Linked DNA regions of Mus musculus: region 1 is linked to region 2. Evidence: chromatin contacts called from public HiCAR-type data. All regions are on one chromosome and are shown on one strand. The core of a region is the stretch at or near the end of the contact, and the rest is flanking DNA. Distances in the headings are between cores, read along the strand shown.

The links. HiCAR-type assays count read pairs that join an accessible place to other places.
Region 1: a HiCAR-type map of astrocytes shows a contact between it and region 2, with 3 times the contacts expected there. The contact joins two enhancer-like sites. A contact is called at or near these places in 2 of 484 Hi-C or Micro-C datasets (cortical neurons and ventricular fibroblasts) and 1 of 115 datasets of contacts at active chromatin or transcription factors (astrocytes).

What each region holds. Positions count from the first base shown.
Region 1 is chr2:21,917,133-21,923,644 of GRCm38.p6, forward strand. It overlaps Gm39767 (a long non-coding RNA gene), which reads right to left. Exons shown (of 6, transcript XR_866004.1): 4 at 1,829-1,942. Among named protein-coding and RNA genes, the nearest start is that of Gm39767, 44 kb to the right of the region's middle. Within about 2 kb of position 1,274, at least 113 of the 459 cell types and tissues checked have an H3K27ac peak or open chromatin away from gene starts, as enhancers often do. A contact at or near this core is called in astrocytes, where this site is marked.
Region 2 is chr2:20,809,441-20,815,663 of GRCm38.p6, forward strand. Etl4 (enhancer trap locus 4) reads left to right here. Exons shown (of 22, transcript NM_001081006.1): 22 at 1-1,095. Among named protein-coding and RNA genes, the nearest start is that of Arhgap21, 160 kb to the right of the region's middle. Within about 2 kb of position 2,236, at least 6 of the 459 cell types and tissues checked have an H3K27ac peak or open chromatin away from gene starts, as enhancers often do. A contact at or near this core is called in astrocytes, where this site is marked.

The DNA of each region.
Region 1 (6,512 bases), core at 24-2,523, 1.1 Mb after region 2:
CATGCTGCAGCGTTAAAAGCTGTCCTTCCCCTCTACCCCCTCATTCTTACTCCCCCAATTCCCACCCCCCTCTACCCCCCTCAGCTAGCAAGGAATACCTGTTTTATTAGGCGAAGGAAATTCATGTGAAATAAACCATTCAAAGCTATCGGAGTTTGGTGTCGTGTACAATACATGACCTGAGGTTTGTATGCACATAAAAACTGTTCGGTAGTGGGCTATTTTTCTTTTGAAATTTGCCACTTTGTATGGTGACCTTTTCCTTAGGTGACAGTTGGAGGAACTTTTAGTTCTAAATGTAGTGATTAGGTTGTGAAGTTGGCATATCAAAATTATAATATTGGATTTCTATTTTTAAGTGACTGTAAAAAGACTCTATTCCAACAAGAGGCGAAACAAATTGGCATTCTTTATAAAATAAATGTGGGTTGTAATGACCTTCCTTGACAGAACAAAATGTGGATGAAGGAGATGGGGGAGAGGCTGTTAGAACGTGAGGACGCAAGAGTAATGTTCAGTCAATTTGGGAGATTCTGAAAGACAAGGAGGCATCTGCATCTTCCCCCCCCCCCCACCCGCCCACCGACCCGACGCATGGATTTTAGGATCTCTCTATCTCCAGGAGGTCTGAAGACATCACCAAAACACTGAGGGCCTAGGAGTGGAAACAGAACACAACAAATAACCTTGTATTTAGTAGCTAATGAGTTGGAGCAAAATGCTGTAGGTACTTTCTACAGTATCTTGTTTTCTCAGCTCAGTTGTTTGCAATTTTATCTGCAAAGAATAAGATTTTCCAGCAGGTGGCAGCAGACATCTTTTAAGAAAGAAAAATTATTTAGATTACATTAAATGGAGAAAGAGCAAAGGCAGGGGGTGAGGAGGGGTGGGAGGGTGAGGGATGGAAGAGTGGAGGGAGCGGCAAAGAGAGAAAGCGCAAGACAGTGGAGCAGTGGACTCTAGAAAACACCGCTCTTCTCTTCTCAGAGGAAAGCGGAGTGCATGCCACTTACACCATCTCCTGTTTCGTGTCCTTGTTGGGAGGAATTGCTTATATGAGGTGTTACATGAATGGCACATGCCGAAGATATGGCGGTTGAGGTGGGGTGGCGGAGGTTGGAGCACAGAGAGCCAGCCCTGATTCTAATACCCTGGGAACGCATGGACTAGCTGCAGACACTGGTCCCTTCTGGCTTCCCCCTCTGACCTGCTTTCAAAGACACCCACTTCCCTGTTCCTCCAGGCTATTCTGTATGCAGGAAGCATCCCAGTCTGGCTCCTGGCTCCAAAACTGGACACCCCCGCCCGCTTCCCCAGGCAGCCAATTTAGCCTGCTTGTCCTCCTTGCCTTTCTGGGTTGGCGGTTGCCATGGCAACCTCCAAGGCTCTTCGGGCTTTCTTACTGACTGACCAGGCCTGGAAAACCGTTTTGGAATCGACAGTGCTGTATTTGTGGGGAATTTTAATGAAAGAGCAGCCTGACCTAGCTTCAGTGTTGCACTGTGGAAAATGGCAGGGGCGTGAGGGGCTGCTGAACTGTAAGGGGCAGCAGCTGCCAGAAAGATGGACCGCTTGGGAGAGACTAGAGAGAGAGAGCAATGCCCTTTGTTATTGCTTCATCTTCAGGAAGAAGGGGTCCTTGTCACAACTAGTGGAGCAATTCCCCAACACAGTAGGGGCATTTAAAGACACCCGAGCAAAGGCAGTTCTTTCTCTAGGTTTTAATAAAGGTGTAAACTTAAGCTTATTTTCATTCATGAAACAAAACAAGCATTTCCACAGGTAAATGTGGGGGAAATGGCTCTGACAATTTAGACTTGAAGCTTACCTCTGTTGCACATTTTGATTTTTCCAATTTCCAAACGTTCTGAGACAGGCAGCCTCTTCGGCACTCTCAGTGAATCCCCCTCTTCCTTCAACACAGCCTGGCCTCACCAGTTTGCTTCAGAAGACAAAAATACAGCAACAATGATGGGATGCCACTTTTACAATGAGGTGCAACTAAAAAGTGGGTTTTAAATTTTGTGTCTCCCAATACCCTGTCACTAGAATCCCTGACTGCCACTCCATGAGGACAGTCAGGCAGCTATGATAGTACCCACATGACAAGAATTGAAGAGAGGCTCTGATCCCAGTTTTGCCTCAGGATGACCCAGTTTTTCTGCTGGTGGCTTCACTTCTCTCTAATGAGGGAACAAAAGCCAGAGGCTCCGGCTGAGCTACAGCTGGAACCTCAATCCACAGAAAATAAATTGTCATCTCAAGCCAGCACATTCCGGGAGTCTCAGTTAAACAGAAATAGGTATCTAATAGAGTCATTTGTGTGGGTTTCCATGTTTTGGACTGTTGGGAGTATGTGTTCTTAGGATCTCTCTGGTTGTGTACTTAATTCCAGGCTTATCACTCACATCTCTAAGAAGCAGGAGGCAGGTCACCAACCCTCAAGTTTCAGTTTCCTCATCATGTAAGTTGATACAGTGTCCCTCGTTATCTGTGAGAGATTCTCCCATGATCCTCCTATGATATGCAAATGCATGGGTGCCCAAGTACCTTACATAGATGGCATTGTATTTGAATATAAGATGTGAACATTTACACACAGGCTTTAAATCACCTCCACAACTGCTTATAATAGTCAATATAATGGAAATGCCACATAAGTAGATACACTACAATATTGTTTAGGGAATAGTGATAAGAAATCTGCACATACAAACTAGAAATGCAATTTTATTTAAATTTTGTTTAATATTTGAGTAGATTCATAGATGCAGAGCACATAGACACTGGGGTCTGGCTTTACTTGTAAAGGTTTTGAACATAGTGAAAAGAAAATGCTTGGTAAACTAGTTATAATCACTACTGAATACAAATCATTCACATTTCCAGTACAGCTTTCTCTATATCTACAGCAATTACTTATCTCAGTGACTGAGTTGCTGACCAAACCAGTACCATTTATCTATTGCAGATAGATTCTAAAAAGAGTCATGCAGACACATGGACTAGGGTTTTACAAAGATGCTGTGATCCTTGAATCTTTTTAATTCTGTAAGGTCTGTGAAGACTGTACTGAGAAAGCCATAACCTGGGCAGCCAGGCTGGCCTACAGACACCAGGGAGAGACTTCTGGAAAGCTGGTCATTCTAGAAATAGGTGAGATAACTATGTCTCTGATGAACTGGATTGAAGCAATTGGGCAGCATCATGGTGGTATGCCATTGGAAGCCAGGGCCTACATATTGTGATGGCTGATACTCTTACATCACAGATACATTTAAGGAAGGTTACATTAGGGAATAGAATTTCCTGAAATTCCATTTATACACCAAGAACAATCTAGGAAGGCCTTTGCAAAGTTTCATTTCAGACAGTCTAGCCTTGTGACTAACTCCAAGAAAACTTTGTTGAAAACCCTTTATTGTAAAGATCCTCTGAGGATCATGGGTACTTGGCATATTTTAAATCTAAAATACATTTTTGTTTGTTTGTTTGTTTGTTTGTGACAGTCTCACTCTAGACCCAGTCTGGCCTAGAACTCAGGATCCTCCTTCCTTAGCTTTCCAAGTACTAGAATTACAGGTCTGCCCCATCACCCCAACACCTAAACCTGAAATACTTTGAAAGTTAACAATTTTCTTGAAAGAGATAAGGAAATAGTGAAAGAAAATGATAACAAAGAAAGAGAAAAGAAAAGGGAGAAGAAAGGGCTGTCAGTGAACCACATGACATCAGTCAGGAAGCCTTTGCTTCATTGACTTATGGGACCAGCACCATTACTACCACCTCATTAGCATGTGCTGCCTGCATTCTCTGCATCAGACACTGAGTCATCTTCAGCCACATGCTCAGAGGTCAGCAACTGGTGTCCCAGGATAGGATAAGCATCCCAGAACAGGCAGTCATGGTCTTACAGCACTTACTTAGGCAGACCCCTATGTGTCAGGCCACTTCAGGCAGAATGCTTGCTGCATATGCACAGCCCATCAACTCATGCACACAATGCTTATACACTTCTATCCCAGGAGACACTTCAAATAGGAATCTTCAGAACTCACAGAGCTCGGGCCTGGTCATCCTGACTCAGCTGTTTGCTCCGCTGCTAACCAGTGGGAACTCGATCGTCTTTCCTCTCCTGACTGCATCTTCCCAACACTAAGTTGAAAGGTTACTTTCCATTCTCCAGTACCCAAAATCAAAACAGCAAGATTTCTGGCTGTCTTTTTCTAAACTTCCAACCCAAAGTTTTGAAAGAGGAAAGAAAAGGAAAAGGCTTAGAAAATATTTTCCTAATGAGGCAATTCATTTGTGCACTGTGGAAGCCATTAGTGGATCATTATGAATTAGTTTTCTAAATTAATCAATCAATTAAGTCTCATAATCAGATCAAGTAGATCACAGGCCAGTCTGCTCTGGTTTGATTAATTAGATGACATGAAAGATCAGACAATTAGATCACATTAATCTCATGCTCCTTACACTCATTCCCCAAATGGAAAGTAAAAGCCCCTTGCAGAGCACATGAGTTAGGCTAAGTGGGCTCAGGGTCCACGGCTGATTGCAGAGGATGCCTGAGGTTTTGGGCTCTGGCCTAACTCTGAGTTTAGAAGTCCACAATTTGAGATATAGGTATCGGTTACAGAATCATATAAAATGATACAAGTTTGTCTTACATTTCTTTATGGGGTTGAGTCAAATTGTTCATAGCACTGAATTCCTTCTGGAGTCACTGGGGAAGATGTTGAGGCCACCTAGCTGGCTGTATTCATTGGTTCACAGTCTCATCATTCTATTCACTGCCTCCGTCACCTGTCACATCTTCTCACACTAGCACTTCTGCCCCTCTCTTCCTCTTATAGGGATGCTTCTGACCATACTAGCCCTACCCAAATGACCAGGACTGAATCCCTCTCAAGTTCCTTATACTAACTCACTCTGCAAAATTCCCTTTACCACGAAAAATAAGTTTCCACAGGCTCTAGAATTAAGATATAGACATCATATCAGAGCCATTGTCACACCTCCCACATATTAGGGCTGTGCCCTAATTTCAGAGAGTAGCACATATGGTCCCTTAAGAATACCCCAGTGCTCAGAGCACTGAAGGGCCCCATAGTCATGCATTCCAAATTCTGTCACATCTTCTACAGCTCTTATAATTAATATAATACAATGGATGAAGCTCAGCTTCCAGAAGATTCTGACTACTGTAAAAATAAGTAGCCTGAGAGAATCAATAACCTGTTTCATTAACAACTATCATCTACATATTAATTATAATTAATTATATGTGGAAGATCAATCAGATAATAATACTAAGAGCTCAAGACCCCAGGCCCAGGTCCAGACTTCAGTAAATGATTTTTAAAATATCTTACAACAATTACTTCTACTGTAAAATATGTTAGCTAAGGCTAATTACTGATCACCTATATTTGTGTGTGTATGTGTTTGTGTGTGGTGTGCGTGTGTGTGTGTGTGTGTGTGTGTGTGTGTGTGTGTGTGTGTGTCTGGGCATACGCATGTGTGTATCTGTGTCTGTGTGTTCACATTTATGTATGTGTGTGGGCTCCTGTGTGTCTGTGTCTGTGTGTGTGTAAGTGCATGCACAGCTGTGTGTATGTCTCTCTGTGTGTATGTGTAGCATACACATTATCTTTTAGTTTCTGCTTATTTACTATTACCAGTCCAGAATAGTTAGTAGGCACCTCTGCTGGGAGCTGGAGTTAAAATCTGTAGGAATGGAACCATGGCCAAGAAGAAAGAAGGGGGAAAAAGAGAGAGAGAAGAAAGGCTAGAGAGTAAGAAAAAGAGAGTGAGAGGGAGAGAGAGTAAGAGAAAACGAGGAGAGAGTGAGGTGGGGCCAAACAGCCCCTCTTATGGTGGGCTGTTATCTTGGTGTTGCTAGGTAACTGGGAGGAGTCTAGCCTGAAGGTCTGAAGTCTATGTGACTACGAGCCACAGCTTCTCCTGTGGGGGCTGTGGAGGGCGGTAACTTTGACAGGAGCCTTGAATCCAGTAGACATGAGGGAACTCGTTCTGTCCCATGTAGGCGGGTATTATCACCATCGGGTACCAGGGTTCCACACCTCAGCTCGACTGGAGACCAGATTGTCTTTGCATAGCCCATTGCCCCACAGAGATAATTTCCTAGGTGAGATTTTCCGATAACTCTAGCATGTGTCAAGTTGAGGAGGGGGGAACCTAACAGGACAAACCTGTTTTCAAATTAAGTTACTTTCTGAAGCAGTCAAGATTGAGAACTCAATATATAAATTTGATGGGTAATGTGCATTCACTCATCACACTGCCAACTGGTGGATTTTAAAAATTAGTATCGACATTTAACTCCATACTTCATTCATTTAAAAAGAGAAATTCAAGATTAATCAACATAAATGTTTACTTTCTTTGTTGACAATTTAAAAATCAAGCCAGGCATGGAGACACATGCCTTAAATTCCAGCACTTGGTAAGCAGGTGCAGGAGGATCTTTGTGAGTACAAGACCAG
Region 2 (6,223 bases), core at 986-3,485:
ATGAAGAAAGCATGTGCTATAAAAAGAGAGAGTATGATGAGAGTGAAGACATGTGTGAGACAAGCTGACTGTACTATGCATGTAAAACATGTATGATTCCAGAATTTTAGTATGTTTTGTATAAAAATATTTTTCATTACAGAGACTAGAGGCAAACAGAGAAATAAATACGCAAGCGTGACTATATAAATTGTAAAGCATATATTATGATATTTTCTTTTATTTTAGTGTTATTTAGCTTTATTACAGATTTCTATTTTTGTCAAAACTTCATGGTTCCTTTCAAAATCTTTTTTGCCAAAACATTTTGATACTACAGCATTGTACATTTGAAAGTAGCGTGCTAGCCTTTAAGCCAATGAGCTTCTACAGTCGTAGAAAGAAATTCAGCAAAACTCCTGCACTGCCAGCAAAAGTTTGTATGATAATTCGCTAGCGCAAGCCAGCTCATTTTTTTCTTTGTTTTCTTTTCATTTTCTTCTTCCTTTTTTTTTTTTAAAGACAAAACATCTGAGTATTCTGTAGCTGTTTTCTTTGCACTGTCTGACCCCCTTTTATGTTTTCTTAGACCTGGTAATTCATACCATTGCATTGTGGATTTTAAAATGTACACTTCTGTATGGTTCTGTACACTGAGGAACTTTTGTAAATATACAAATATAAATAAACATCAAAATACTATCTGTGACAGCACATAGAGTAGTTTTCCCACACCAAAGTTAATTTGTATGCATGCTTAAGAGTCTATATTGGGATGGGCAGAAATGGGACTATCCATACATTTTTAAAAAGCAACAAGTTTGCACAGTTAGGGTGGTTTTGTAGATAACTGTATTTGTATAACACAGCCATGTAACATATGGAGCTATAAGCAGAGACTTGGCAAAACTAAATAAAGGGCTGCATGCTTATTATTTTTTTTTTGTACCTTGTCACTATAACGTCTTTCAGTCAACGAATATGTAACTATTGCCACAGGGTTTCAGCTCTGAGGGCATTCTAAGCAACGTGTAATCACATCCACTCATACAGTGTTGCTTCCTCGAAAGGGAAGGATGAATTCCTAATAAACTCATCAACCATGTGGCCGTCTGGACTTCCTTTCCTGCCTGACTCTTCTCTAGGGCATGGGGGAGGGGGCGTGGCTAACAGAGAACCCTGCACACAGGTTTGCACACTCATCCATTGCAGCAGCTTTGCTGCTTGCTTGGTTTTGTTTTTGTTTTTAGTTTCTATTAAAAGTAAAAAATAAAATAAAAAAGTGTATTTATCAGTGGGTTAAGGTTTTTTTTTCAGTTCCCAATTTTTAATTTTTTAAATTACTATTTTATGTATTTGACTTGGATGTCTGTCACAGGCAGACATTATCAGCAACACTCAGCCACAAATGAAAATACATTCAGACCAGGGCTCAGACTCCAAGATTGTGAATGTCATGTGTTAGGACTTTTTGCAAAGGGTGGACCACTGTTTAAAACAGAGCTTCTCAACCTGTGGACCACAATGCCTTGGAAGGGGAGAAAAAAACCCTTTCACAGGGGTCACATATTAGATTTCCTGCATAGCAGGTATTTACATTACAATTCATAACAGTAACAAAATTACAGTTATGAAGTAGCAGTGAATATAATGTTATGGTTGGGGTCACCACAACACGAGGGACAGTATTAAAGGGTCACAGCATTCGGAAGACTGAAAACCACTGATATAAAGCTTCAAAAAAAGAGCATTCTTCGTGGCTTCACTGAAGACTAGACTGCTTAAAGGTGAGGTAGATTTGGCCTCTGATGTCTGGTAGTTGAACAGATTTTATTTTCATAAATTTCCAGTGAATGGTGCCATGGTTTTCCAGGCAGGGACAATCCTTAAAAGCAGGCTTCTGGCATTCCTGGTCCACTACATTGCCCTCATTGCTATACAAGAAAACCCTCTCCACAGATCTTCCAAGGTCCCCTGTGTGGCAGTCCTGCTCCACATTGAGCCGTCCTTCGCTACACCTAGACTCTTGTATACTCTTGTCCCTTGTGCCTGGCAGAGAACGTTATTAGTAAGGAAGTCCAGCCTCTCCGAAGCGGTGAGAGTGAAGGTGGACGCTGAGAAAGAGTGAGCTGGAGCTAGGGCAGTGTCTCCCACCAGCACCACTGCCGGGCTATGATGACAGGAAGAAACAAGTAGCAGAGCCCAAGAAAGCCCTGTGCAAGATGGCAGCCGCTCTACAACGTTGAGTGCATTGCCCTCCCACGGGGCTGCAGAATGTTGGCAGCTGGGCTTGGCAAGGATCTGGTGCTCAGAAGGAATGCGGAAGAGGCATTTCTCCAAACTCCCAGGTCCTTCTTAAAGGGACAAGGCCAGAAAGCAGCTTCTCCCTCTAGAAAAGCCAGAGGCAAATACAGAGGTCATTGCTGCAACAAAGGCCAGTTAGTTCCCACAGAAAGGACTTGGCTCAGCCATCATTTGGGGTAATTGTGCCCACCTCACCCCCAGATTCTCAAGAAAATTATGTCACCTATTCATTCATTCATTCATTCAAAAGCAGGGACTCCTATCTGGCTCAGGCTCTGATCGCACTTGTGTGCCACTATGTCCTGTGCATCTTCATAATGTTAGAATTTATAAGCGCCTTACTTATTATTGTCCTCCTGGTGCCTTTAGAATTGGGCTTGGGTTTTGCTACACCTGGTATCTCCTTTGGGATTCTAGTTCATAGCATTCAGGTGTTTTTGCAGGTGGAATTTAGATCTTGTCTTATGAAGGCACAAGCCTGGGTCCTCCTTGGTTTCCAGATTGTCCCCAATAGTTAACTGAGACGTTTCAAATATGTTGGGATGCAAAGACTACACTGCGTGTTGAGTGGCATCATAATGGTGTGGCCTGAATGGTGCCTCCCTGTTTCTATTTAACTTGGTACAAATATGAAAAGCACATCCTAACCCTGCTGGGAAGGGGCTCCTGAAGATGAGGGTACAGGAGGTGGGGAGAGAGCAGGGAAAGCCTGCCTCTGCTGCAGTTGTTTGGCTCCTGTGAGGAGATGACATGCAGTTCCTCTGATCATCAGCTTAAAAGTGGCACAAGGCCAAAACCCAAATCCTTGATCTGCCCCTTGCCTGACAAAGGGTCCGCTCTTCCATCAGTCCCTTTGTCTCTAACATCACCTAATGCAGGCTGGGCGCATTGAAGTCTGGGCTGGTGGCTTCATCCCAGCTCCCATTTTCCTTCACTTCCTTTCTGTCTGCACACTAGGCCCCTATCCCTGGCCCCCTTAGCCATGTTCACCGGACCTGTGAAGATGGAAGCCACTGTAGTGTCATTTCCTTTAGTCACTATCTTTGGTTTCATTTAAAGCCATTCCAAGTGATAGTTCTGGGTTAAAGATAACAGAAGCCCACCCAGAAAAGAAGTCCTTTTTATAGTGGCACACAGCAGTGGCAGCCAGTCCCTACAGGACAGATGGATGCTAATGGGCCAGTGGTGGCAATCGCAGGACAGGCCATCTTCTCCCAAGGACACTGTATATTTACCAGGAGAACCATCTACTTAGTTGATTATTCTTGTTTGGGCTTGTTTTGCTTTGAGCCAGCCTTTAAAGCATCATCCAGTACTGTCTTCAAGAGACTGTGTGTTTGATTGACCATGACAGGTGGATCAGATCTGGATTCTTTCTTAGCACTATGAAGAAGCAATGTGTACCTTTATAGCCCAGTTTCCTTTCATGGCCGCCTGTCCTCCTCTCTGTATTTCCAGCCATTCATATAAATACTTATGCTAGTCTTGGGGCTCCAGCATCCTTCTTCATGATGCTAGTCCCCTCTCCAGGCAAGTCCTCTTCTTGAAAAATCCATGTGTGTACCTGGTGTCATCTTGAGGAAGCCACACTACAGGAAAGTATTCCCTCTTCTGGAAAGAGAGGCAGCGGGGACAGGGTTCCAGAGCAAATAAATCGTTTGCAACAGCTACAAACAGACTTCTTTTGTCCTCACAACTGAATAGGACCATAATAGAAGGGTCTCACCAGGTCTGCAATGCCATACTGGATAAAGAATGTCCTGCCTTGGGTTTGGAGAGATGGCTCATAGGTTAAAAGCATTAGCTGCTCTTCCAGGGGTCCCAAGTTTAATTCCCAGCAACCACATAGTGACTCATATCCATAATGAGATCTGGTGCACTCTTCTGGCCTGTAGGCATAGATGCAGACAGAATGCTATATACATAATAAATAAAACAAATCTTAAAAACAACACAAAACAAAAAACCCAGTGTCCTGCCACTGACATTCCAAAGAGAGAGGAACTTCCCTTTTTGTCTAAAATGACTCAAAGGAGACACTTCCAATGCAAGTTAGGCATTCCTGCCAAGGGTGCAGTCTGGCTTCTGCTTGCCCACAGTGCCAACCACTCTCCTAAGACAAGCCCAAGCAACAAGTAGCTTCCTCTACCTAGGATGTTCCCCCATCTGGATTCTCACCCGATTCCTAGTGATTCCTCTTGACCTTGACTCACGTGCTGCCCCCTTTAGGAAGTTCAGGCTTCTTCCAGGAAGTGCTAGAAGCAGTTCTCTTCCATACCATTAAAAGAACAGATATGAAGTATATATACAACAGACAGAAGAGGAGCCAAGAGCAGGACCTACTGCAAATACTTCAGCACCATGATGCTCTGCTGACTGGGTGGGTGGCTTGCGTGTTTCCTTATTCACAGTGTGCCTAGAGTCTGCACTTTAGGAAAAGATTGCTTATGTGCTGCCCCTAGTGCTCATGGCTGGAACTACGAGCACCTTACTTATTATTACTTATTACTTACTTATTGCCAACTTCTTTCACTGCAGTTGTTGCTATAGTTAGTGCTTAACTGACCAGCTTATGCATCCAGGACAATGAATGAAAGTGTGGGGCAGGTGACACATGTCTTCACTCAGGGTCACTGCTGTAGAATAATCACTGCCTTCTATCATCCCTATCGGGGAGGAATAAGCTAAAGTAAAACTGAAAATTAATGTTCCCTCCAAGCCTTTTAGGCCCTCAGGCACAGGGCAACACTTTAATTAAGGGCTGAGTGTTTGACAATGAAATCCTAAGGGTCAGAGGTCAGCTGCAAGGTGGAATTCCTCGAAGCACAATTCCTACATGGGCAGGAACCAGAGTCCATGTGACTCAGGCCCTCCACCCAGCATACATTTACCTCTGTTCATTGTGAGCTTGCTGCTCTTTTATGCATACCTGCGGAATTTCCAGGTTTGTTGCCCATTGCAAGGAAGAGCTAGACGTTGTGAACATCTTCTCGGTTTAAAAACAACAATAACAAAAGTATGCCACAGAAGTTAGAGCTAAAACTCAATGGATAGAGTATTTGCCGGGCATAATCAAGGTTCCTGGATTTGATCCTCAATATTACCCTCCCCCACACACATACACGCACACATGCGCACACAGGCACATATGAGCACACATACATGTAAACACGCCATAGGAACTGAGGCACCATGACTCAGGCAAGCTAAGCAAAACAAGGATCTTACAAAGAAGAGCCGGTTAGTAGGCAGACAGTGGTCTAGTCTATCGGAATTTGGAGCTGTGCCTTAGCAGCACCCAGGTGACACTCTCTTAGCCTTAACATTATGCATCTGAGTCTTTAGACTCTTGTGACTGGCATGCATACCTATAATAACTTAGAGGAATAACTTTATTTTGGCTCACAGTTTCAGAGCTCTCATGGTCCCTGGCTCTGCTGTTTCTGGGCCCATGGCGAGGCAGAACACCATGGTAACAGGAGTGAGTAGAGGGGGGGTCAACAGGTCATTCCATTTGCATTTACTTGAACTCAGCGGGGTCTGTCTGCTGCTGTCTGCTGCCTATCCAGCTCTGACTCCTCCTGCTCCTGTTACTGTCTCCATGCACGAATAGAAAGGAAGCGTTGACTTCTGAGTGTCATAGCTCTCAGCTGGGGTTGGCCCTTACTCTCCCCAGAAGCCATCTGCAACAAAGGGAGTGTCCAACTAAAACTGGAGGAATTGACTCCACTGACCAATAATTATCCTCCATTTCACCAGCCCTACCGCATGGAAGACATTTACTGATTCCTGGAGACATTGTGGGGCCTTTGGGCTGTCATCTACTTAGCAGGGCTTTCTGGTCTACTATAAACCCTGACTACCCAGGACACAAAATGTGACTGGGGTTGGTGGGGTAGGATGGAGATATCTTGCACGCGCTCAACTGGCCAGGAAGAAC